Linked DNA regions of Mus musculus: all the other regions are linked to region 5. The links are chromatin contacts, called in public HiChIP or PLAC-seq and promoter capture Hi-C maps. All regions are on one chromosome and are shown on one strand. Each heading gives the region's core, a stretch centred on a gene start, on an enhancer-like site or on the middle of the called end of the contact. The rest is flanking DNA. Distances are from core to core; before and after follow the strand shown.

The links. Promoter capture Hi-C pulls out the DNA fragments that hold promoters and counts their contacts. HiChIP or PLAC-seq counts read pairs in DNA pulled down with a chosen protein or histone mark.
Region 1: a promoter capture Hi-C map of liver shows a contact between it and region 5, with 2.5 times the contacts expected there. The contact joins the promoter of Oga here to the promoter of Dnmbp in region 5. A contact is called at or near these places in 2 of 39 promoter capture datasets (hippocampal neurons and liver).
Region 2: a contact with region 5 is called in a promoter capture Hi-C map of stem cell-derived epiblast-like cells, with 6 times the contacts expected there. The contact joins the promoter of Avpi1 here to the promoter of Dnmbp in region 5. A contact is called at or near these places in 4 of 39 promoter capture datasets (cranial neural crest, hippocampal neurons, liver and 1 more) and 4 of 115 datasets of contacts at active chromatin or transcription factors (embryonic stem cells, microglia and pancreatic cancer cells).
Region 3: a contact with region 5 is called in a promoter capture Hi-C map of liver, with 4 times the contacts expected there. The contact joins the promoter of 4933411K16Rik here to the promoter of Dnmbp in region 5. A contact is called at or near these places in 4 of 39 promoter capture datasets (hippocampal neurons, liver and pre-B cells).
Region 4: an H3K27ac HiChIP or PLAC-seq map of microglia shows a contact between it and region 5, with 6 times the contacts expected there. The contact joins the promoter of Lzts2 here to the promoter of Dnmbp in region 5. A contact is called at or near these places in 1 of 39 promoter capture datasets (pre-B cells) and 2 of 115 datasets of contacts at active chromatin or transcription factors (microglia and pancreatic cancer cells).

What each region holds. Positions count from the first base shown.
Region 1 is chr19:45,780,768-45,785,496 of GRCm38.p6, reverse strand. Oga (O-GlcNAcase) reads left to right here and starts at 1,944. Exons shown (of 16, transcript NM_023799.4): 1 at 1,944-2,565. The coding sequence starts at 2,367.
Region 2 is chr19:42,126,627-42,131,403 of GRCm38.p6, reverse strand. It overlaps Avpi1 (arginine vasopressin-induced 1), which reads left to right and starts at 2,411. Exons shown (of 3, transcript NM_027106.4): 1 at 2,411-2,533.
Region 3 is chr19:42,049,884-42,054,808 of GRCm38.p6, reverse strand. 4933411K16Rik (RIKEN cDNA 4933411K16 gene) reads right to left here and starts at 2,581. Exons shown (of 1, transcript NM_025752.2): 1 at 1,181-2,581. The coding sequence starts at 2,377. The coding sequence ends at 1,463. The region is part of intron 1 of Hoga1 (4-hydroxy-2-oxoglutarate aldolase 1); the gene reads right to left.
Region 4 is chr19:45,016,688-45,021,641 of GRCm38.p6, reverse strand. It overlaps Lzts2 (leucine zipper, putative tumor suppressor 2), which reads right to left and starts at 3,507. Exons shown (of 5, transcript NM_001130526.1): 1 at 3,412-3,507; 2 at 1-255. The coding sequence starts at 213.
Region 5 is chr19:43,937,757-43,942,284 of GRCm38.p6, reverse strand. It overlaps Dnmbp (dynamin binding protein), which reads left to right and starts at 2,087. Exons shown (of 16, transcript NM_028029.4): 1 at 2,087-2,168.

The sequences.
Region 1 (4,729 bases), core at 695-3,194, 1.8 Mb before region 5:
CCCCACACATTAAAACAAAAAAGTCTTGGATGGGGCTGGCAATAAAGGGGCTCCCACAGCTTGAGCCTGACAACCTGAGTTTGATCTCCAGGATCCACAAAGGGAAGACAACTGACTTCCTCAAGTTGTCCTCTGGGCCATGTCCAAATGGGCTACGGCCTGTGAACCCACACAAAATAAATAAGGCCACCAAATCCCTGGAGTGTTTGTATAACACGTACAAGGCCCTGGGTTGGATACCCAACACTGCATAAACCTGGCAAGGAAGTTCTCGCCTGTAATGTGCACCCCTGCAACGTCCCTGGAGCTACAAGGTGGGCTACTGCGACGAAGTATTAAAAAAAAAAAAGACTACTTTTTATTTTTTAACTTTCTTTCTTTTTTTTTATTTGTTAGATATTTTCTTTATATACATTTCAAATGCTATCCCGAAAGTTCCCTATACCCTCCCTCTGCCCTGCTCCCCTACACACCCACTCCTGCTTTTTGGCCCTGGCATTCCCCTGTACTGGGGCATATAAAGTTTGCAATACCAAGGGGCCTCTATTCCCAGTGATGGCCGACTAGGCCATCTTCTGCTACATATGCAGCTAGAGACACGCGCTCTGGGGGTACTGGTTAGTTCATATTGTTGTTCCACCTATAGGGTTGCAGACCCCTTCAGCTCCTTGGGTGCTTTCTCTAGCTTCTCCATTGGGGGCCCTGTGTTCCATTTTATAGACTGTAAGCATCCACTTCTGTATTTGCCAGGCACTGGCATAGCCTCATACAAGAGACAGCTATAACAGGGTTCCTTCAGCAAAATCTTTCTGGCATATGCAATAGTTTGACTACTTTCTTAACATTGAACATGAGAGGTTTGTTCCCAAACAGGGCAGATTTTTTTTTTTTTTTTTTTTTTTTAGTCTTTTTGAGACAGGGTTTCTCTGTATAGCCCTGGCTATCCTGGAACTCACTTTGTAGACCAGGCTGGCCTGGAACTCAGAAATCCGCCTGCCTCTGCCTCCCAAGCGCTGGGATTAAAGGTGCGCCACCATCGCCTGGCTGGCAGATCCCTTAAGGAACCAAAATGTCAAGTGTACTCTGAGGCAAGCCCTTAGAGTACAGGAGGCAAGCCCTTAGAGGCAGGGTTTCCTTGGAAATGCTGATGCTAAGGCTAAAAGGGTCATGTCCCTTACGCACACCGCACACTCTCCATCGCCATAACAAACTCGCCTTCCACTCTCTTCTACTTTTATTAGACGTTTGTTTTCCCTGTGCTTGGAATGCAGTCTTTCTTCTCCATACGTAGTCTGGTGAATTTCATACCACAGCCTCTCCCAAAACAAACGTAGGGCTCAATCAGGCAGAGACGTAACAGCAGGTTTTAACCATATTATGAGGTCATAATGGTCCCAACAGCCCAGGATGAGGCAAACTCAATAAAACAGTTGACTGCTCAATTTAAAACACGGTTAACTCCGAAGACAGGATAGAAGAAACAATGAGTCAGGACAGAGGCGTGAGCTGAGCTCCTTGGCATGGTGTCTTCACAGAAGCAGACGTGGGTCAGGCAGCCCCGATGAGCCAAACTGGTACAACAATCTCCAAAGTAGGTCAGTGTCTCCTACCACTTTAAGAACTAGAAGTATCGTCCCGGCGCCTGCGCATTGAGAGGGTAAACACCTCCTTTCCGCCCCCCCCCCCCCCCTTCCTCCCAAACTCCCCGGCCGGCCGCATTCTCCCATGTTCCCCTCCTCCGGGTGGGGTAATGGTCCGACCCAGAGTGTGGCGCTCATCCCGGAGGGTGGCGAGCCAAAATGGTACGTCCCACCGCCGCACACCTCCGCGGTGTTCACGGCGCCCTTTGTCCTTTTTCTCCCCTAGCAAATAAAGCGCAATGGGCTTATCCCAAGGAAAGGCGGGGGAGCCGGGCTGGGGACCGGTCTGAGCCGGTCTGTAGCGCAGGCGCAGTGCGGATAAACAGGAAGCGGGCGGCAGAGGCAGCGGCAGGAGCTGCTTAGGGACTCCGGTGGGGGAAGAGAGCCGGAGACGCCGGGCTGTCCGGAGGGCGGCGGGCGTGGAGGACGAGCGAAGGCGCCTCCTCGGTCCTCCTTCCGTGGAGACGCGGCGGCTGCCTCGCCCTCCGCTTAGGCTCCCGGCTCCCAGCGCGGGGCGAGGCAGCGGCTGACAAAGGGCTCGAGCCGGTGCCGCCGCCCTTCTCATCCGGGCACTCCGGGCCCCCGCCGAGAGGAAGGGGGAAGGGCGGAGGGGGAGGGGAAGGAGCCCCGGAGGCGCGCGTTCGGAGCCGCGGCCCCTTTGCAGGGCTCCGGGCCTTTGGCCCAACGGACCGAGGCCGAAGGGGAGCGGTGGCCGGCGGCAGGAGGATGGTGCAGAAGGAGAGCCAGGCGGCGCTGGAGGAGCGGGAGAGCGAGCGCAACGCCAACCCTGCCGCCGCCTCGGGGGCTTCGTTGGAGCAGTCGGTAGCTCCCGCCCCCGGAGAAGATAACCCATCGGGAGCCGGGGCTGCGGCCGTGGTCGGGGCGGCCGGAGGGGCCCGCAGGTTCCTGTGCGGTGTCGTGGAAGGTGAGTTGGCCTTCCAGTCCCGCGTAGGTGTTCAGCCTCCGTCCCCGGGAGGGGCGTGCTGGTGACTTTTCCCGCAGTTCCCCGCCCCCAGGACGGGAGGCGTCCGTCATTGCTCACACGGGGTTACGGGGAGGAGACAGACGGTGGGCACACTTCTTTACCCTCCGCTATGTCACGGCTTCGGCGACTCCGGGCTATGGAGGAGCCTGACCCCACCCTCCTCTGGCTTAGAGCCACACAGATTTGTCGGAGGAGGAGGCGGTGGCAAGGAAGGAGCCTGTGGTCCGGCTGTGGGCTTCACTTCTTTGTACCTTGGGATCTTAGTCCGCAGAGATGCCTGCTTTCAGTTGAAATTTGTGCAGCGCTCCCATCCCCCGCCCCTATCCTTGTAAGGGGAAAAAAAATCAGCCCTCACAGGCACGTTTTTACCCGTGAAGGAGCGCAGTCAGCTTATTATATTACAGATTCCTTCAGGCTTAGGAAATTGTTTTGTTTTTATTTTTATTTATTTATTTTTGTTAGCCTGTAAGCCTCCTTCACCTCTTAAGACTCACTTGTAGCCCAGAAAAGTATCATCCTTTAACAATTGCTGTTTTTTTGACTTGGGAGTGTGTGTAAATACCAGTATATCATATCTCAGAGCATCTGTTATGTGGAGTTAGAATTCAGTGAAAGTCTTAATTTCTGTCTTCTCATTTACAGTTGAAAAGGACGAGGGCGTTTTGATAGTAAGGGAAGATGCCGGAAGATCTTAATTACAATTTCTGAAATAGAATGGGTGGATACCGAGCTCAGGAAAGCTTAGTTCTTCCCTAAGCACTCCGTAATTTGAGTTTTCTTATGGATTTTTTTGTTTGTTTGATTTTTGTTTTGTTTTTAGTGGCAAACTCAACGTTTTCTAGTTTCTTTCTCTATTATTATTATTATTATTACTGGGGAATATAAAAACTAGTACTCAGGACTGAAGAGATGGCTCAGCGATTAAGAGCTCTTCCGGAGGTCCTGAGTTCAATTCCCAGCAACCACATCCATGGTGGCTCACGACCATCTGTAATGAGATTCGATGCCCTCTTCTGGTGTATCTGAAGACAGCCACCGTGAACTTGTATATTAAATAAAATCTTGTTTTTTTTAAAAAAACAAACCAAAACATTTTAAAGACTAATACTCAAGCCAAAAGGGATAAAGTTAGGTTGGCCTCCTGGTTGAGAGCTCCAGCTTTTCCACTGTCATGGAAGACCGAGGTCGTAGGTCTGGTAGTTGAGAAAGGTTAATTGGAGGGAGAATATTCTTGGCAGGAAGACATGGAACAGCAGGGCAAAATTTGGGGGAGCACCGTTGTTCCTGGAGCCCAGATTTATGAAAACATGAGTGCTTTGTGCGTTATACATACTGGGCTTGCTGGAGTACAGACATTTTTAGGGGGAAAAAAGTGGAATTTTTTTTTTTTAAAGACATCATCACAGTTTTATTTCTGACAGAAACCATGGGTCTGAAACGGGTTATACAGAGTGCTAAGATCTTCCTGACTACCTGTTGTTCGGCTCGGCAATCTTCTGTAAATGAGAAAAGATGGAAGTCCTATTTGTGGGCAGGTCTCCTGTAGCCTAGGTGATCAGGAGCTGAAGCACAGAACGACCTTAAACTTGTTATCTTCCTGCCCTTGGAGTGGCCGAGATTGCAGACCACCATCCTACTTTAGGTGTAAGCTTTTGCTGTTGCTTTTTGTTTTAAATTTCCCCACACTATCCCAGTGTGTCATGGAATTCACTTTGTGTCCCAAACTGGCATTTAGTTTGAGGCCATCTTGCCATACAAGAGTCTTTATTGTATTGTCTCAGATCCTAGGATGGGGAAGGATAGGAAGAGAACTCTGAGGGATACAGAGAATTCAGAACTAGCCATGTTGTTGACAGTCTGTAATCTAGGGTTGGGAGGCCAGCCCTGGTAACAAAGTAAGATCTTGTTTTAGCAACAAGTGAAAGGAGGTAGCTTACTGTGCCTTCTCTTGGTAGTACTAAACGTGAATCTCTTTAAAGTATATTAAAACAGCTCTCATTGGATGTGGCTTACACCCTTGATCTTAGTGCTCTGAAACAGAGGCAGAATCAGATAGATATTCGAGGGTTTTTGAGGCCAGTGTGGTCTACAGAGCACGTTCCAG
Region 2 (4,777 bases), core at 1,162-3,661, 1.8 Mb after region 5:
TTGTGTTGGTAGTTACGGTTGGTTTCCTGCACTGTTGCGAGATTCTCAAATATCCCCATTTCTGGCAAGGTTTCTTATGGCGCCCATGCCTGAGGGGAGTGCCCTGCCTGCTCATCAGAAACACTGAATCATAAAGCTGTGGGGAAGGAAACAGCCCCATTGTGTGGCGAGCACCAGCAGGAGCCTGCAAAACTGTCTCCACCCAGCCTTAGTCACATCTGACCCAGAGGTCCCAAGTCCCAATTCCAGCATGGGGTATCCATCTGAGCAGGTGGCATCAGAACCCCCAGGTCCTTAAATATGGATATGCTGAGAGTCTGAGAAGCACAGCCTTCCGGTTTAAGAGCCTGCGGTCTCTCCTCAGCCTGGCACTTCCAAGCAGCACTTAGAAGGAACAAACATTGCTAATTTCTCTTGCGAGATCTTGCACTTGGATATCTTTTGTCTATCATTCTCTCTTCATTTCCCCAGGACTTAAAAAAAAAGTAAACAAACCCTTTGAGACATATTCTTTTGTCGTGTGGTGCTGTGCAGAGGGACAAGGAGGAACTAGTCACCAGGATGAGGAAGAATAAAAAATTCCCCTTTACCCTGCAAAAAGAATCCCACGAAGCTGATGGAACATTTTGAAGTTTCTCTTTACGTGTATTTTTTGCTTGAGTATATATGCACCGGGTGTGTGCTTGGTACCCTCAGAGACAGAGAGGGGCATCAGATCCTCTGAAGCTGGAGTTACAGAAGCTTGTGAGCTGCCCTGTGGGTGCTGGTTAAGTGCTCCTTAACCACTGAGCCTTCCCTCCAGCCCCCTTCATCTCCTCCCTACCTGGGAGTTTTATAGAAGAGAAACTAAACTTAGAAGGTCAGCTTTGACGTGAGGGAAGTCAGGAAAACTTTCTGCTTGCACCTGCTGCCCAGACAGGCATCCCTCCGGACATTTCTGGACAGGAGCACAAGCCCCGGATGAAGGAAATCAACATCCCTCCAGGTTGACAGCTGGACCTGGTGGTACAGCTCTATTATGCCAGCACTCAAGAGGCTGAGCCAGGAGGATGGAAATTCCAGGCCAGTCTGAACTACAAAGTAAAACCCATCTCAGTGAAACAGAAAGGCAGCCGGACAGATAGACAGACAAGAAGTGGCACACAGTAGCTCAGGGACGGAGCATTTTCTCAGCATGCTCACAGCAGTGAAGAACTAAAAAAGAGCCTCACAGATCCCCTGCAGTCATTTGTCCTTTCCAACCCGGCTTCCTTGGAACTGGTGAGACCTTCTGAAAATGCAAATTTAGTGCCACGCCACGGTTGTTGTTGTTGGTGGTGGGGAATAAATTAACCCTTGTAAAGGGCTGACCACATTATAGTCACTCTGTAAAGACTTGTAAAGACCGCAGAATGCCTATTCATAAGTACAAATCACTCTATTTCCTTGCTTATAGAGCCTCAGAGGGGCAAATGCAAACGTCACTGCCTACCTACATCCTCCCACCATGGCTACCTTGCTATTTATAGCGGATCTCCAGGCCTTATTTTATCCCTCTGGAGAAAAGCCGTCCTGGCTCCAGCGTGCTTTCTTCCCTCTCTTCCTTTATTCTGCCCAGGCCCATTCTTCCTCGTTCTAAAAACGTTAGCTCCTTTCTTTACTGGTTATGCTCCTTCTTGTGGCTTCCAGGACCTCTCAAAGATGCTTCCTTCCTCTTTACCTTCTTTCAACTTCATGTGATCATGATTGTAGTCACATACCAAGTGGTGGTTCAGTGTTAGCCTCTGTCGCTAGGCTGTTAACTACCTCAAGGTAAGGGTTGCAGTTCTCTTACAGCCCGTCAAGGAAACTGAACTGGAAAGGGTCTCAGTGAAAGATGTCCAAAGAGCTGTTAAGTTCTCCTTAGGTAACCAAACTGGCACAGTCGCTACAAGATTTGTAAATCATTCTGAATGCAGGCCCAGGAGGCCCGGGAGGTGAAGGGAGTTTTAGGAACTGTAGGTTATGAGGATCTTAACAGTGAAACCCTACGCCACGTGCGTTGGACTCGACCCAGAGAAAAGGGGCACTTGTCACGTGTACCCTGCAGGGCCCGCGGTCTCCAGCCGCACCCCGTGTCAGGAATGCGACCCCGCCCCGCCTGCGTGCCCGCAAAGCAGAGCCCGCCCCTGGGACTGACGTCAATCAAGGGGGCGCCTCCAGGCGTGGGGAGGGCAGGTGAGCTGGGAGGATGGGGAGGACCCGGAGGACACGCCCCTCGCCGATACTCCCTAGATGATTGGACTCAAGGAATCTCCGCACTGGGTTTGGAGGCGGGCACGGGAAAAGGGAGGGATAAGGCACGCCCCTCCCCCCTGCAGCAGCTGATTGGTCCGCGAAGGCTCCGCGTTCGATTTGGCGAAGTTGGCTCGGCTTCTCGCTCTAAGGCTGTGACCGAGGATTGGCTGTTGAAGGGGCTCGGAGCACTTTCTCTGAGGAACTGTGGCCGTGATCCAGGTGGCCCGGCCAGGCTCCCGGCTGCGTTCCGCCTGCCTCGGGCAGCTAAGGCAACCAGGTAGGTAGGCCACGGTCCGGCTCAGCTGTGCGTGGGAGCGCGCGGGCCGACGGTCGCAGCTGGGAATCCGCTGGGTCTCACATCCTAGATCCACTTAGGGGCTTCTCTCTGTCAGTCGCCACCTTTGAGCCCTGGGGCTCACTGTGGTGGGGATGTCGTCCTGTAACTTCGGCCAAGATATCCTCTCTCAATCTCTTAGCCAGCCAGTCACCTCCGCTTGGCCTTTGTGATCACTTTCAGGGCAGGAGCCCAGAGCTGCGCTCGCCCTTTTCCCAAAGCCCGAGAGAGGTTACAGTAGGCGTCTTGGCCGCCGGATCCCGATTGGGGTCTCCTGGAACTGGCAATAGGTTGACCCGACACCGATCTAACTTCCCAGAGGGCTCTACTCTAGCTCCGCTTGCTCTAAGTCCAGCGAAGAGGCTGGCGTGGGAATCCTGTCTGCGAATCAGTGGCGACCTCCAAAACCCCCAGACGAAGATGGCACGGTCTTAGAGGTTTCAGAACCTTCTGCCCCCACGTTTCTTTTGACCACCTTCTCAGCCACCTGGAAAGAATGAAAGTAACACTGGTAAGGCGCCCAGGTCTGACCACCTGGTTAATAGCCTAAGATCACCTACCAGCCTTGTGGAGTTGAGCAAGTCACCACTTCAAGAGGTCAGCTTTTTCATCTGGAAAATGTGTTTAACAATAGTGCCCGCTAACAGGGGATTAGGATGCCACCTGACAGGAGGACCAAAAGGTCCTCAAAAGTGCTCTTCTTGCTTGACGCAGCAAGCTTCCTTCTATGTAGCCATGGTTTTAAAAGTGCACAGATGAGCCTGTCTTTGAAGCCCTCTGAGTAGTTTGTACGTCAGTGCTAAATTAACCACGGCCATGGTTCTATATAGTCTTGTTAATAGCTTTCTCTTCGCATCATTTTTCATTCAACCAATGTACAATGTTGAGTGTCCACAGTAGGCCAGGTACTAGGATGGTCATTCATATTTCATCTCTGTACCCAGTGAGGATTTTCCCTCTCACTATTTTGATTGATGAACAAAGCAAAGGAAAAGTGACTTGTCCAAGGTCACTCAGTGGTCAGCGTCACTGCCACCTTAGGGGTTTTGAATTCTTTCAAAAGGATCTTTTCCTTGCTCTGTTAGTTCATTTTTCAAGTCATGCCTGAAAATGGGTCTGGAGTAGGGGCCCAGTTTCTTTCTTCACTTCCAAGGCAGAGAAGCGTCGAGTTAAGAGCTCTATAGTATGTCCTTCCTTTAATGCCCAATTCAAAAGATGTTGAACTTTGCCATCCTCAGTATTTACTCTGGGGGTTCATTCTGACGCTCTAGGGTCCATTTGTAGTGTTTTGCGACAAGTCCTTACTTGCTTGGTCTGTGCACGGATCCGAGCTTATCTTCTATGTCGGCTCTAGAAGGAAAGCTCTGTCTGTAATCTTAACGGCCCCATGCTTTTGCTTTTCAGTTTTAAAATGTACCATTGTTCAAGTATACACTGAGCTTCTTGGCGTAAGGTCTTGTCCAGGCGATTAGGAAGAAATTAATGATTGAACCTACTGAATGAGACAGGAAGTGTCTCCTGACAAAGTGTTCCCACCCCCACTTCAGTTTTCCCAATGTTTACCATCTTGCCCTACCTGGAATCCTACCTTCACTCCGTTGTCTTACTCCCAGGGTGAGGCTCCCACTAGCAAAGGGCTTCAAAATCTCCGGGGGCCAAGGCTTCCCAGGGTTGAGAGGGTGTGTGGTTGAGTGCTAGACACTAGACTGCCCGGTATTTCTTGCTTGGGTGTACTTAGCTCACTGGGGGCTGGCCAGTCAAAGCCCTACAGTCCCTTAGAGGTTGTTGGAACAAAGTGGGCAGCCATTTCCTCCTTCCAAACAGCTGCTGGTTGATCCTTGGTCTGCCAGCCTCTACAGAGAACACGAGATTGCTGATTGTGAAAAAAGGGCATCACCCTTTCTTCTACCACCCCAGGCCAGCCTAAGAGGCTACCTAGGGCTTGACCACTTAGCCGTGTTGTGCTCCTGCCAGATACTGACCCCTCCACCCACTGTAGCAAATCAGTATCTGGTCTTAGGGAGGCTTGGGGTAGGGAGGAGAAGGCTAACTACTAGTTGAGGCGTTTTCTGGAAGCTAATTAGTGAGACCTGTCCACGCATGCAGCTCCCAGCCCACAAGGAGCGGGCAAGCAGTGCTATCCTTCAACATAGGTCTGTCCTTGTCACACATTGATGACTCAACACC
Region 3 (4,925 bases), core at 1,332-3,831, 1.9 Mb after region 5:
CCTCTGATCTCTACACAGATGCATCATATGCCCACAGAAAAGTTTAAACATTTAAAATGAATGTAATGCATACAGATTCACACTAGGGATGCCCAGAAAATAAAACTACTTCCCATCAAACTCCATAAAAAGCAACTGACCACATTTAAGGTATTTATGAACTTGGCCGTGCTTCGCCCCAGAGGTCTAAGGCCCACCGACTGGTAACCTCCCTGGCAAATGTGTAACAGATTCAAATCTATGCCAAAGATTTACTTGGAGGTCAGCAGTGACTCGGGGACCTGTCCAAAGAATTGCAGAAGTGGCTGCTTGATGTGGGAGTAGAGGGTCACTTCTTACTCCTTGAGGCCCAGGAGGCAGACACTGGAAGAATGCCAGGCTTTTGTGGGCGGGCAGAAGTGGCAGGGTGTGGAGGGATGTCACGGATAGGCTGAGAGGCAGGACAGAAGAGGACAGGGAGACAATCTCTGAGCAGAGGTCAGGAGACTGTGGGACTGTGGGGCAAGATGGATCTAAAAATCTCACTAAGTCATCCAGGAGTAGTTCTATCTCTGAACCTCAGGAACCTTGTTTATGACAGAGAAGACATCCCCATGGCTGTGGCTTAACACAACGCATCTACTTAAAAGAAGCACAGCAGGGCACTCAGGAGGCAGAGCCAGGCATATCTTTGTGAATTCAAGACCGGCCTGGTTTACACAATGAGTTCCAAGACAGACTGAGCCACACAGTTTCAAAAACAAAATCGTGAGTGGTAACCGTAAGTAGTCTTAATATTGGCAGCATCTATAGTAGCCACAGTCACAAGTCAAGCAATGGCGACATGACCCAGCTATGTCTCATACAGCTTTCCAGCTGTGGACACATGGATCTCTGTGGACTCTAGAAACTTGAGATGGCACCAAGAGGATGGGGCCTAAAGTCCCACCTGTCTGAAAGCCTGTCCCTGGTTCCTCTTCCCAAGCATCTGGCTATATCCTACTTCTTGGCAACAGTAGGCAGATTGGATTGGGGTCTCTGGCAGTACCCTAACCCAGACCAGGGGAGGCTGTTCTGATGCTAAGTCTGATGCAATGGAAAGGGCCCCAGACAAGGCCCACTTGCAGCACTGCTGGGGACATACCCTCTCTTCCAACCCTGCCCAGATGTCAGTTGACTACAGAGCCCCTGGACACAGAGTGAGGGTGTGCAGGGCTTTATTGGCTCCATTCAGGCATGTGGAGTCAGTGTGGGGCTTGTGGTTGCTCCTGTAATCTGCCTCCTGTCTTCTCTCGTGGGTCATCAGGGCCTTTGGGCTGTTGAAGCTGCGTCCTTTCCTCCTTCCCTCATGACCTCTGCTGGGGCCAGAAGCAGCAGGAATTTGGTTGGCAGTCTCTTACCCTGACCGCGTAGGTTTCCCCATAGAAGAGAAAACAGGCCTATGTATGAGAGCCAGCCCTGTGGGGGGCAGGGACACATGGTTTCAAGAGCCATAGATTGGGTTTCTGCGGTTGGGCAGATTATGGCTCTGGTGGCTTGGGTGACCTGGCTGACCCTGGTGACTCTGGTGACTCGAGTGACCTGGATGACCCTGGTGGTTGGAGTGGCCCAGATGAGTCTGGTGGCTTGAGAGGCCTGAATGACCCTGGTGGTTGGAGTGGCCCGGATGACTCTGGTGACTTGAGTAACTTGGATAACTCTGGGGGCTCAAGTGACTTGGATGATGACCCTGGTAGCTGGAGTAAACGGGATGACTCTGGTTGCTCTGGTGGCTTGGATAGGAATGGTGGCTTTGGTTACTATGGCGACTCTGGCTATAGACTGTGTGCGATTGGTTGGCCCCAGCTACTCCAGTTTCATGGTGAGTTAGGAAATTCCCTTTCAGTTTTATCTCCACCTCCTCCAGAGCCTTCAGCTCTTCTGGGCTGATGTTCCTGGATTCTGCATGGCCTTTACGACGGTGAGTTGTGGAGCGCTGCAGCATGGAGTTAGCCACGCGATGCCCCTTGGCATCAATCTCCTTCGTACAAGCTGCCACAGCAGCCCAGGTGTCATCCTCCATGGACGGGGACTTCCCTGACTCCCTCTGCATCTCTTTGGTCATTGAGCTTCCAGATATCTTCTGTTTGCTGGCAAACGAATCTCGGTGCAGAGCCGCGCCCCTTTCTCCGTGTTTGGTGGTGAGGGTATCCACGTGGAGGGTGGTATTGACTTCCCCATGCCTGCTTTCAGGTGAGTGGCCATTGTTGCTGACATAGCGGTAGGTGGGCAACCTCTCCTCGGATAGGCGGCTGAAGTGAGATTTGATCCAGCTGTCATTTGCTCGGTGGGATTCCAGAGGCTTGTCTTCTGTAGTCTCAGTGGCTGCCTTCCTTTTCTTCCTGTGAGCCCACAGCATGAGGCCTCCACCTCCGAGCAAGAGAGCGGTCCCCAGCACCACCCTGCATGATGGTTGCTGGAGGAACCCCAAGAAGTCCTCCAGGGCCCTAGGCCTCACAGAGAACTAAGAGCACAGTGGGAGTGCTGGAGCCCAGATGGTAAGGTTCATGCTTGAAGGGACCGGAGCCCTGCAGGTATCTGGCAAGCAGGCCCCTGCCTCGCCCTCCCTAGGATGCCCTCTGACACCTCAGCAATGAGCCCCATTGTGAGGAAGGCAGCTGGGGGTGGGGTGAGGCAAGGCCACCTCATCACTCAGACCTAGTCTGGCAAGCTTCCTGTAAGGATCAGGTCTTGTCTCCTTTTCTCCATAGAAAGAAAGATAGCATCATTTAACTCTTCTGCCTCCCACTTCCAAGGCTCTCTGCTCTTCTGTTCTGCTTAATTTCCAGTCTTCGGTTTCCCTTGTTCCTGTTCCTGATCTAGTGGCCGCCACAGGATAGAGGATACTGAGTCAGTTTGGCCATGAAAAACTGGGACCACTCAATTAGACTGATATCCATCCCTGGTCAATAAGTGTTGTACTCAATACCCACGACCCATCTCTGCTGTCAGCACAATATCCCTAGCTCTATTACAGGGAAGAGTCCAGAAGGGAAAGGGTCCGGGAAGGGGCTCATATGGAACAATGTGAGGTCACAATTGAGAACAAAGAATAGGCTGAGAAAGCAGAGCAGGTAGGACTGACTGCAGGGCCATCCCAGGGTAATTAAGCTACATCTTGCCTGAATAATAGCCAGCAGATACAGAATTTGCCCCCTGATAAACATGACAAAGTTTTGAGCCTGGCTAGCCTGCTCAATCTTGAGTAACTCCTATGTATATGGGGCTAGAAGCAGGCCTGTGCTACTGTTTCCCTCAAGGCAAGTAGCACACTTAGAGAATGCCAAATGGGGGCTGGAGAGATGGCTCAGCGGTTAAGAGCACGGACTGCTATTCTGAAGGTCCTGAGTTCAAATCCCAGCAACCACATGGTGCCTCACAACCATCTGTAATGAGTTCGGATGCCCTCTTCTGGTGTGTCTGAAAACAGCTACAGTTTATTTATCTGAGAGAAAGAAAGAAAAAAATGCCAAATGTTGGCATTGGAGAAGCTGTGTTGTTTGTAGCTAGAAAAAAAAAAATACTAGACAGTTAAGAACACTTACAGAGGTCTTAAGTTCAATTCCCAGCAACTACATGGCAGCTCACAATTTATCTAATATGGGATCTGATGTCATCTTCTGACATGCAGAGAGCTCATGAACATAAATATATTTTTTGTTGTTTTTCTAGATAGGGTTCTCTATGTGACCTTGGTTGTCCTGGAACTAACTCTGTAGACCAGGCTAGCCTCAAACTCATATCCACCTAACTCTGCACTACCCCCTGGCTGGAAAAAAAAAAAAAGTTGTGGTATCTGAGAGGCTGGAAAGCTAGGTCCAGAGCACTTGCTATTCTTCTAGAGGCCCTGAGTTTGGTTTCCAGTACTCGTCCAGCAGCTCAGTCCTCTGTAACTCCAGTTCCAGTGGATCTAACACCTCTGGCCTTATCTGGTGCCTGTATTCACATGCCCACGCCCACATGCAGACACACACCTAGACACACTTAAAAAGGAAATAGTCTTTAAAAGTTGTTGCCAGTCATGGTGGCACACAACCTTTAATCCCAGCGCTCAGAAGGCAAGGGTAGACAGATCTCTGTGGGTTCAAGTCAGCTGAGTCTACAAAGTGAGTTCCAACCTCTTACCTGCCTCAAAAAAAATGTTATTTGAAACATTTCCTTTAAAGAAGTAATGCTTTTTATATACACAAAAATGTTTTCTCTTTGAGAAGAAACTCTGGTCGATTCTATGTGGGGAAGGAATAAGGCACAGCTAGAAGCTTTGGGGACCTTACCTCTCCAGCCTTGCTGAAATAGCCCTGTGATTGTCCACTGACCTCACTGGAAATAACAACTCAAAGTCCACCTGTGAGACTATTGACAGGTGTAAGTCCAGGGCCACTGGCCCTCCTGGTCAACTCTTCCTGCTGGCCTTTGGTTATAATGTGCTAAAAGTTTTATTTTTAATAAAAAACTTAAATAAAAATATAATTACATCACTTTCCTCTTCTATTTCTCCCCTCCAACCTTTTCCATGTCTCTCCTCTCTCTCCTCCTCAGACAGATGGCCTCTTTTTCTTTTCTTTTTTTGTTTTGTTTTGTTTTGGGTTTATTTTGTTGTTTTTCTTTCTTTTTCTTTTTCTGTTTTTGTTTTTGTTTTTGCTTTAAGATGAGGTTTCTCTGTATAGCCCTGGCTGTCCTGGAACTCACTTTGTAGACCAGGCTGGCCTCGAACTCAGAAATCCTCCTGCCTCTGTCTCCCGAGTGCTGGAATTAAAGGCGTGTGCCACCACGCCCGGCTCTCTTTTTCTCTATTATTACATATATGTGTATATATATATATACACATACACACACATAGACACAGATATACATATAACCATTGCATATCAGAAATACAACCTGCAGAGTCCATATGTCCATGACTT
Region 4 (4,954 bases), core at 2,258-4,757, 1.1 Mb before region 5:
TTCCTGTGCCTCGTAGCCACCCGGTAGCAGCCCATCCTGCTGGCGGAAGAAGGTGGGCCCAGGGACACCATGATGTCGTTGAGGAGCAGGTCCCCCGGGGCAGGGCCGGCCTGAGATAAGACTGCTCACGCTGCCCATTGCTGGAGTTTTGGGGGCAGTGGCTGTCTCACGTGCGGGCTCCAGAGGCACTGGCAGAGTGTGCACAATGGCCATGGTGGCAGAGGCTCAGGTCTGGCCAGGGGCCTCCGGGGCAACCTGTGAGCAGGGCATTGGTGTCAGAGTCCCTGCACCTTGAGGATCCTCCCCCTATAAGCCTTCTCCTGACCCCCTCCTCCAGATAGAACATTCCCCATTTAGGAAAAAGGCTTCCCTTCCAAGAACTGGCATGAACCTCGAGTTCCTCTGGGCCTCAACTCTAGTCTGGAACAAGGCTAAGGAATAACTTGACCACACAGAGAGGAAGGAATGGGAGATCTAAACATTTATACAGGGTTCCTTGGCAGAGAAGACCTAGTTTAAGCCCCAACCTGTATCCCCTATATAGCCAAAGACTCAGATTGGGCAGAGATCCCTAACTCTAGCTCCCAGTACAGGTCCCTACTCTCCTGGGACAGGTGGCCTCATTACTGGGCTGTTTGGGCAGAGGACACGTCAGGGATGCAATCAGCAACTCAGATGGTAATTAGGGAACAAAGAGTCAAAGCCAGGCGCTGTCCAGCCTCCCACCACTGGGCCTCAGTTTCTCCCAGACACTCAGGCGGCTTCGAGGGTGGAGCTGGCCAAACAGGAAACCTTACAGGTCTTAGGAATCCACAGGTGCCCTCTGGGGTCTCTCCTACCTCCCAGAGGTTGATGCAGGCTGTGCTTGTTTCCATGTCACTCTTAGCTTCTGCCATCACTCGGGACTAAGGGAGCCTACCCAGGCCCTGTCCCACTGCCAACCTTTATAAACCTTCCTGCTTTAGTTGATCTTCAGAATAACCCCTATGGAATTTGAGCAGGAGCCCATTACCACGTCTAGTAGGAGCTCAAGTAAGATGGCTGGCTCCGCCTCCCCTAGTCTTACTCCTTCCTGGAAAGAACAGCAAGCCTGCACCCAGAACGGAACTCCCGCCCAGTCCCAAGGCTGCCGATGACCAAGACTTAGGCATCTGCTGAAGTCATCACAGAGCAAAGGGGCCAAAAAGTGGACTGAGGATCCATGAGAAAGAAGAATGTGTGTGTGTGTGTATGTGTGTGTGTGTGTATGTGTGTGTGTGTGTACATTTACTTGTGGGTGTGAGTACATAGACAGGGTCATAAAAAAATGAACAGTATCTGTGAGAATATGCATGAAACTGTGCAGTCCATGTGGGTTTAGACAGATGTCAGTACGTTCATACATGTGTGTATATGTGTGTGTGTGATGTAGGGGACATGACAAAACCAAACAGGGTTGTGCTATGTACCATAGGTGGGCCTCAAACTCAGATCCTCCTGCCTCAGAGAGCTGGGATTCTAACCTTGTGCAAATATGCCGAGCTGTATGTGTGGTTTTTTTTGTTTTTGGTTTTGGTTTTGGTTTTTCGAGACAGGTTCTCTCTGTATAGCCCTGGCTATCCTGGAACTCACTCTGTAGACCAGGCTGGCCCTGAAATCAGAAATCGGCCTGCTTCTGCCTCTGCTTCTAAAGTGCTGGGATTAAAGGTGTGCGCCACCACTGCCCACTGTGAATTCTTTTTTGCTGTTTTGTTTGTTTTTTGTTTGTTTGTTTTTCCAAGACAGGGTTTCTCTGTGTAGCCCTGGCTGCCCTGGAACTTGCTCTGTAGAGCAGGCTGGCCTTGAATTCAGAGATCCACCTCTTACTGCCTTCTGAGGGCTGGAATTAAAGGCGTGTGTGTTACCACCACCAGGCTGTATGTGTGAATTCTTATGTTTTACAAAGTTATGAGTTTCGTAACTTAGAAAGCACACCACACAGTTATTAATGTGTATAAAACAAATGAATCTGTGGGCTCTGGATGTCACTATATGGCAAAAAGAGAAATGTTTGGATAGATATACCAGTTTGTGCACACATATGTGAGGTTTGTGTAAATACCACTAAATCTTCCAGTCACCTATCCTCAGTAAGCCATTCTGCTTCTTCTCCTAGCATGAAATTCTAGGGAAAATCCTCCTTTCTTTGGGTCCATTGAGTCAAGTCTCTCATAGACTGAGACACACAAATCTCTACAGGACGCCTGCAGTTCTCCTGGGACAGTTACATGGATTCCTACTGTACACAAGAAAAGTGTGTGAAAGCTCCCCAGGACCAATCTGTATAAGTGAGCGTTCTGGGAGTGCATGAGGACCTGGGTGACATTCAAAGCCACCAATGTGAATGGGGACTCCTCCTCCCTAAAACTTTTTTTTAACTTAAGAGTTTGAGGAAAGGTGAGATCACAGTGCCTGACGCCCTTGCCCCATCTTATCTTTGTATATTGTTCTCCACTAAGTGCCTCTAAGTGTTAAGACCAGAGACTCACAGGAGTCCAGCGTGAGGAAGGAGTTGCTAAGAGCTAGGGTAGGAACTGAAGTGTAGCAACTTCTCTGTAGGGTAGGTACTGAGATCGCCCCCAAAAGGTCCAGCCTAGGGATGGAGACTGCTCCACAGTATAGTGAGGAGTGAGAAGGGGCTGGCACTCCTGTCCCTACTCCAGAGGACACAGAAAGTGAGACCCAGAAGGAAGGGCAAGGGCCGGGGTAGACACTCAGAGAGACAGGAGCCAGAAGACAGAAGAGACAAAGGCCAAGAGGCTCAGACACGAGGAGCCAGAGGCAGACCCATGAGTTAGGGTCGCTGAAGCTACACAGGCAAGGACCCCTAAAGCCAGAGGAGCCACAGAGCTGAGCTCTGAGGGCCAGGCGTCAGGAAAGCCAGGCCTAGCCAGCCTGGCTCCCGCTTTTGAGGCCCAAGAGAGAAGGAGGGGCAAGCGGCTCCATTTTGAGAAATGCGTTTGTAGCTGTGGGAAAAAGAAAGCCCTGGTTCTCCCCAGCACTCCCTGACCTATCACTATGGTACACAGACCCCTGCGCCCCCACCCCAGCAAGTAAGCTGGGGGTTCTAGAGTCTGGGGCCGCGCCAGGGCCTGAGATGAGTCTGGCCCACGTCCCAACTCTCTGACCTCAGGGCTGGGGTTGGAGAGTTGGGGAAAGTCCCCCCAAACACACACACTCAAACTCCAGAGACCAGTCAAGCAGGATCCAGTCTGGGATCACGAGTTGCCATTCCGAGACTGAAAGCCCAGAGTCGTCGTGTCCCCCCACCCCCCCCCCCGCCACCCACAATAGTCCGCTCCTTCCATAAACTGGGGGCGTCTATGGAATGCCACCTCCCCACCGGACCGCATCGCTTAGAAGTTGGGGCACCCTCAGCCCTGGACCCCTCACCTCCGCCGCGCTGCTCCATGCTCAGCCCCGGGCCGCCCCAGCACTCCACAGGCGCGCCGCCCGCTCCAGCCCGCGCGCGGCCACTCGGAGCTGCCCGGCTCGGCCCCGCCTCCGCCCAGCCGGCGCCCCCGGCCCTGACCGGCCCCCGCCCGGCCCGAGTGGGCGGTGCGCACTGATGGGGGGAGGGGTCCGAGGGGCGTTCCCGCCCCGGGGAGCGGACACGCGCAAGTAACCCACGTCACGCGTGCCAGCCAGGGCGCACGCGGGGGCTGCTCGGCGGCGCTCGGGATTCCTCCCAGAGTGGCCTAGCAACTGTGTGTGTGTGTGTGTGTTGTGTGTGTGTGTGTGTGTGTGTGTGTGTGTGTGTGTGTGTGTGTGTGTGTGTGTGTGTGTGTGTTAAGTGTGGTGTGTGTGTGTGCTCGGTAGCGCTCGGGATTCCTCCCAGAGTGGCCTAGCGACTCTGTGTGTGTGTGTGTGTGTGTGTGTGTGTGTGTGTGTGTGTGTGTGTGTTAGGAGGCTCGGCCGGCTCGAGACTCATCGAGCCGGGTCACCATCGCCTATCCCTGCCGGAGCCCAAGGGCCAGCGGCAGCTGGTCATTGTTCCAGCACAAAGAGCCAAGGCGCGGCGCCAGCCCCGCCCCTCCCCCTCCGCTCCTCTAGGAGAAGCTTCCCTCCTCAGTCTCCAGCTTCCCGGTCCATGGGGAGGCCGAGGGGGTCAGCCATCCCTCTCCAGTTGCCGGCTCCTGGGCACAAGTTGAGGGACTGGCTCGGTCGCTGTCTGTCCCACCCCCAGCAGGCTGGAGGTCACACGCTTGGATTTTCCAAATCGGCGCCACCTGGTGGCCCTTTCCAGCAACTTACCAGCCCCCCCCCCCCAAGACCCCCACCAATCCCACTCCCTTTCCAGCACAGCACCCTCGGGCCGCGAGCCCAGGCTTGTCCCTGGCATGGCTCCAGCCTCCCTAGCCGAACCTCGGGGGTCATTTGCTATGAGAAGGGTCGCTGCTCAAAGGGGGTGGGAGGGATACCTGACCCCCAATAATCTCAAGAACGAACAGCTCAAACCTACACTGGCTCCGCAGCAGACATCCCAAAGTCTCTCTTGGGGTCACAAATATTTTTACCCTCTCGAAAACAACAGTCTTAACACCCACACGACCTTTCCCACATTCAGTCTCGGGCAGCCACAGTCAGTCTCATCCATCACGTGGCTCCATAGATCTTCATTCCATAATCCTTCAGGCCAACTCACAGAAGGCTTGGTGTTTCGTGCACGGGAGAGTGCACAACAGTCCTTTGCATCCAGTCACATTCTTTAAATACACTCAGCCTCCCAACCCTCTTCCACGCAATGACAGCCGGATTCAGCCACTCTGGAAACTTCTTACATCATATTCACAAACTACCCACTTTCCCTGAGGGGTCTCTGTGACCTGCTCAGGTCAGCCGACCTCACATGTTCTGGCAAGGCCATCCTCCCTTCCCCGATCCCCCCCGCCCCCCCCCCCAAGGTCTGCCAGAGCTGGGCTCAGCCCCAGGAAGA
Region 5 (4,528 bases), core at 838-3,337:
TCCTCTGCTAGCCTGCCTCAGAAGAATGGTATTATGGAAATCAACCATTCATGATTTAGAATCTCCATGATGCCCTCAGGCAATCACTCTCAAACTTCAGTGCACCCACCAAAGAGCATACCTCTGAGAGTCAGTGACCTGGCCATTCCGGAACTGACCCTTACGTGAAAGGAAAATGCTTCAATTAGGCGTGGAGAAATGGCTCAGAGAGAAAGACACATGCCGTCAAACCTGGAGGCCACATGGTAGAAGAGAACTGATTCCCAGAAGTTGTCCTCTGACCTCCTCATGAGACCCCTGCCTCAAGTGCCCCGTACCCCAGTAACTAAGTAAGTAAGTAAATAGATAAAAAAATAAATAAATATTTAAAAAATAGATAGAGCTGAGTTATGCTAAGCGGTTCCAATGTTGTTTTAGTTTCAAAATGAAATCTTTGCTTCCAGTTCATCTGGCTTTCATAAGGACTCCTTGGGTCCAAACCACAATAGAAAAGTATGCACACAGAAAACAGAATTGTGGTTAGTTAATAATAACAAGCATTAGCGCCAGGGTGTGGCAGTGCTCACCTTTCCCCCAGCACCTGGAGGTGGAGGCAGAGGCAAATGGATCGCTGGGGGTTTGAGACCAGCCTGGTCTACACAGCAAGGTTTAGGACAGTCAAAGCCACATAAGAGAGAGGAGACTCTGTCTCAAAAGAGAAAGTAAGTAAGAAAGAAAGATAATAATACCATTATCTAGGTAGTAGATTGTCATTTTACTTGAAAGGGGGAGAAAAGCTTACTGTTTGACAGGCCGCTGAAGCATTTGATCAATTTCTTTCAAAAACAAAAATCTGGAATATTTATGTTTTACCACAAAAATGCCTTCCTTCAGTGTTCAGACAGCAAAGGAGGAGAATAATGTATGTGAGCAGCAGTTTCACCCCTAGGTACAGCCTCCAAAGAACTGGAAGCAATGGGTCCAGCAGATACGTGTACGATTTGGGTCCTAGCCTTAGCCACAGTAGCCAAAGGGGAAACTCCGCCGAATGCCCAGTGAAGGACAAACGCCTAAACACAACGCAGTATATTTAGCAGTAAAAAGGAAGGAAATTCCGACACATAGAACAGCACAGATGAAACTTAGGGCATTATTCTAACCAAAATAAGGCAGGCACCAAAAGGCCAAGTATTGTAGATTGCATGTATGAGGGTCTTCAGAGTAGACGAATTCTTAAGGACACGAGAGACTAGGAATCGCTGGGAGTGGAGTCCCTGTACGATAAGAGCAGTTTCAGTTTGGGAAGTTGGGGTCCCGGTGCCGGACAAGATGATGGATGCGTAGCAATGTGAATTTACCTACTCTGATGGACTGCACGCACACTTGACAATGGTTCAAACGATACACTTTATGCTATGTCTAGTTTACTACGATTTTTGAAGAGTCAAGAAACAATCTAGCTGATGAGATTTTAAAATAAAGCCTTATCTCTGCTGTGTGTGCATAGTGATATATGATTCCTGCATTCCTCAAATCTGCTAGGTCGGTCCCCGCGCTTGCACCAGCTCCTCCACGCACTTGCGATCTTTAACAGTCAGAAGTCTTCCGGGACTTTTCAGAAACCGGGACGTTTGGTTCTAGTATTCTGTGATTCCTTGCTTTTAAATTCTCAAAATTGTCCTGTGAGACTTTGCTCGGGAGAAAAGAAAAAAAAATCGATGAGGAGTGGGCAGTAACCTGATGGTGTTCCCCTGTAATCCAGCACTTGGAGGAGTGAAGGACGATGGAAGGTTCAAGGCTAGCCTCCGCCTCGGAGTAAGAGAATTCGCGCAGCGGAGAATTTGAGTTCTCTAGGTTGGCGGTAGCGCGAGTGCGTGGGGATCTGGATCCTAGCCTGAGCGAGGTGTGTCGCTAAACGCCCCCACGCAGTCCGTGCCTCAGTTTCCCTGAAAGGCCCTGGGAGCCCGAGCCCTGACGTGGCGGAGCGACGGGCTAGGCGGCCGCCAGGGGGCGCGAGCGCGGGAAACGGAGCCGGGGGCCACCGGACGGAAGCGGCGCTAAGGGAGGCGGGGCGGCGCGGAGTCACCCGGATCGGCCCGCCCGCCCGCCGCCGCTGAGGGGAGGTGACCGCGGCCCGGCCGGGCCACCAGTGGCTGTGCGCGGAGGGAACGCCGAGCGGCAGAGAGCAGGTCGGTGCGGGGCCGGGCGTCCGTGGGGTGGCGGGGTGGTGGGGTAGCGGGGACGGTCGCCTGCGGGGCGCGCGGGGCTTGCGGCGCAGCTCTCGGTCGCGCTGAGCTGCGCTCCGCGAGACGCGAGGCCCTCGCTGTCTTCACTCACGGCCGAGGGGGTGCAGGGGGGGGGGGGCAGCAGCCCTAGGGACCGTCCCGGGGCGCGGACCGGGGGGCGAGGTGTCCAGCCGGGGCGCTGTCACTGCGCCGCCCTGCCTCTTGGCTTTGAGTTGAAGAACTGAGCCCCAGTCCTGCTCCTGGTCACTGCTGCAGCTGGTGGGCATGAGAGGCCGGGATTTCGTGACAGCCAGGCAGCGATGGTTTCCCAAATAACCCGGGACTATTTATATTTAGCTGGAGATGCAGTTTTGGCTTACTGGAGTTTTTAGGTACCCAGGACGATTGCATGCTTGTGTCAGAGGAGGATGGTTGTCACTCGAATAAAGGGGTGTTGGGGTGACCGGACAGGACAGCATGTGGTGTGTATTAAGAGCTGCGAAGGGTGTTTTTAGGGCACAGGGTCGTGTTGAAAAACCAACTTGAAAAGCAAGGTCGCATGTGGGATTATGGCTGGCAAATTCTGTAACCTGTCTGACAGTGTTTCTTTTATAGTCTTGGGAGCACCTTGTGGAACTTCCTAATTAATAATGGTGACAAGCTAGTGATGACACCGATTCTCTGGTAGGAGCATAGTTTGGACTCCACTGTGCTTAGTCGAGTTACATGCCGCTGATAGAGCTGACTAATCAACAGGCGATTTTTGCAGCAAGCAGACCTGATTTCTCAGTTAGGGCTGCATTTATAAAACAGTCGTAGGAAAAGCATAGTCGAGGTGTAGTGTTCAAGTTAGTGTATCCATCGGGCCTCATTCCCCCTAAACTACTGAATCTCGTGATCTCTCAGGCCCTTCCACCGCTAAAGTCTTTCATTTGTATTTGAAGCCGATCCCTCCTGGTGACAACAAAGTCCTAGGAAAACAAAGTTAATTTTACAAATTATGTAGCAGATGTTCAACTTCACTGTCGCTCCCCGCTCCCCCACTCACATAATATTGGGTTGAAATGAGTGAAACCTGTTGTGTGTGTGTGTGTGTCATTCATGTTTCTGTGTTAATGTCACCCAATGGCTTGTCTAGACAGAGATCTTGGTGTGTAGTGGGGAAGTGCTAAGTCTGGCATGGGAGTGACTTGCATGTTGTCACAGGTAGTTTTTCCAACAAGCCAAGAACATTTTGACTCAAACTGTGCTAACTTTTAAGCTAACTTTTATCACATTGTGTATGGTTTGGGCTGGCGCGTGATAGTAATCTTTATAGATGCTGTTCAAATATGTATGAACTATTTGTCCTTTAACCCACAAAGTAGGGCCTCCTAACCTCTTCACCCCCTCTTTTCTGGCACCGAGCTCCGAGCATCCCCTTAGCCTGTGAGACCCTCTTCACATTCCTCCTTCACCCACGTGGCAGGGCGGGGCCTTGCCCCACTGAGCTTGCTGTACCACAGGATGCTCTACCCCTGCCGAAGGGTCAGGGTCGAGCAGACTCTGTTCTGAATGTTTATCTCGGTGTTTCCAGAGCAGAGCTCTTTCCCTGTGCCTTAGAAGGAAGCGTTTTTTCAGCATGCTGCCTTCCAGCGCTTCAAGTTCATCACCGTTCCCAGCCTTCTGGGTCACTTTGCTCTGTACAGGGCTAAAATAAATGCAGAGTCGTATTTTAAGCTACAGATTGCTTAGTCTTAAGTTGGGCAGGGTGGGAAGGCACACTTTTAAAAGTGATTCAAACCGTTTACAAGCAAAGGCTTGCTGCCTACCAGCAGTTACAAAGCTTGGCTTATTTTTCCAGTTTTTTTTTTCCCCGACTATGGGACAAAACACAAATCAGTTAGCATATTGCCTGTGACTTTGCTACTATTTCAGGATCCTATGAGGCTCTCAAGCAATGCTGCTGTTGTTGTTGTTAATAAAACACTCTTGAGACTCATTCACTCCTCAAAAGTTCCATGTCAGTGAATGTGTAATTTTTTATTATTATTATACCCAGCCGTGAAAGCATCTCAATAAACTAATTTTCAAGACTAAATAACTCAGTCTTGCTTTTGGGAGTTCATTATGAGATAGCTTCTCACCTGGAGAGCAGGATCCCAGCGATAACCACACCACCCCCATCCCAAATCCCCCATCCCCCATGAAAGAACTATTTTATATACTGGGTGCTAACTTAGCTGCTTTATCCTTGGTGTTAAAAAGAAAGCCATAGCTGGGCGTGGTGGCGCACGCCTTTAATCCGGCGCTTGCGGATTTCTGAGTTTGAGGCCTGCCTGGTC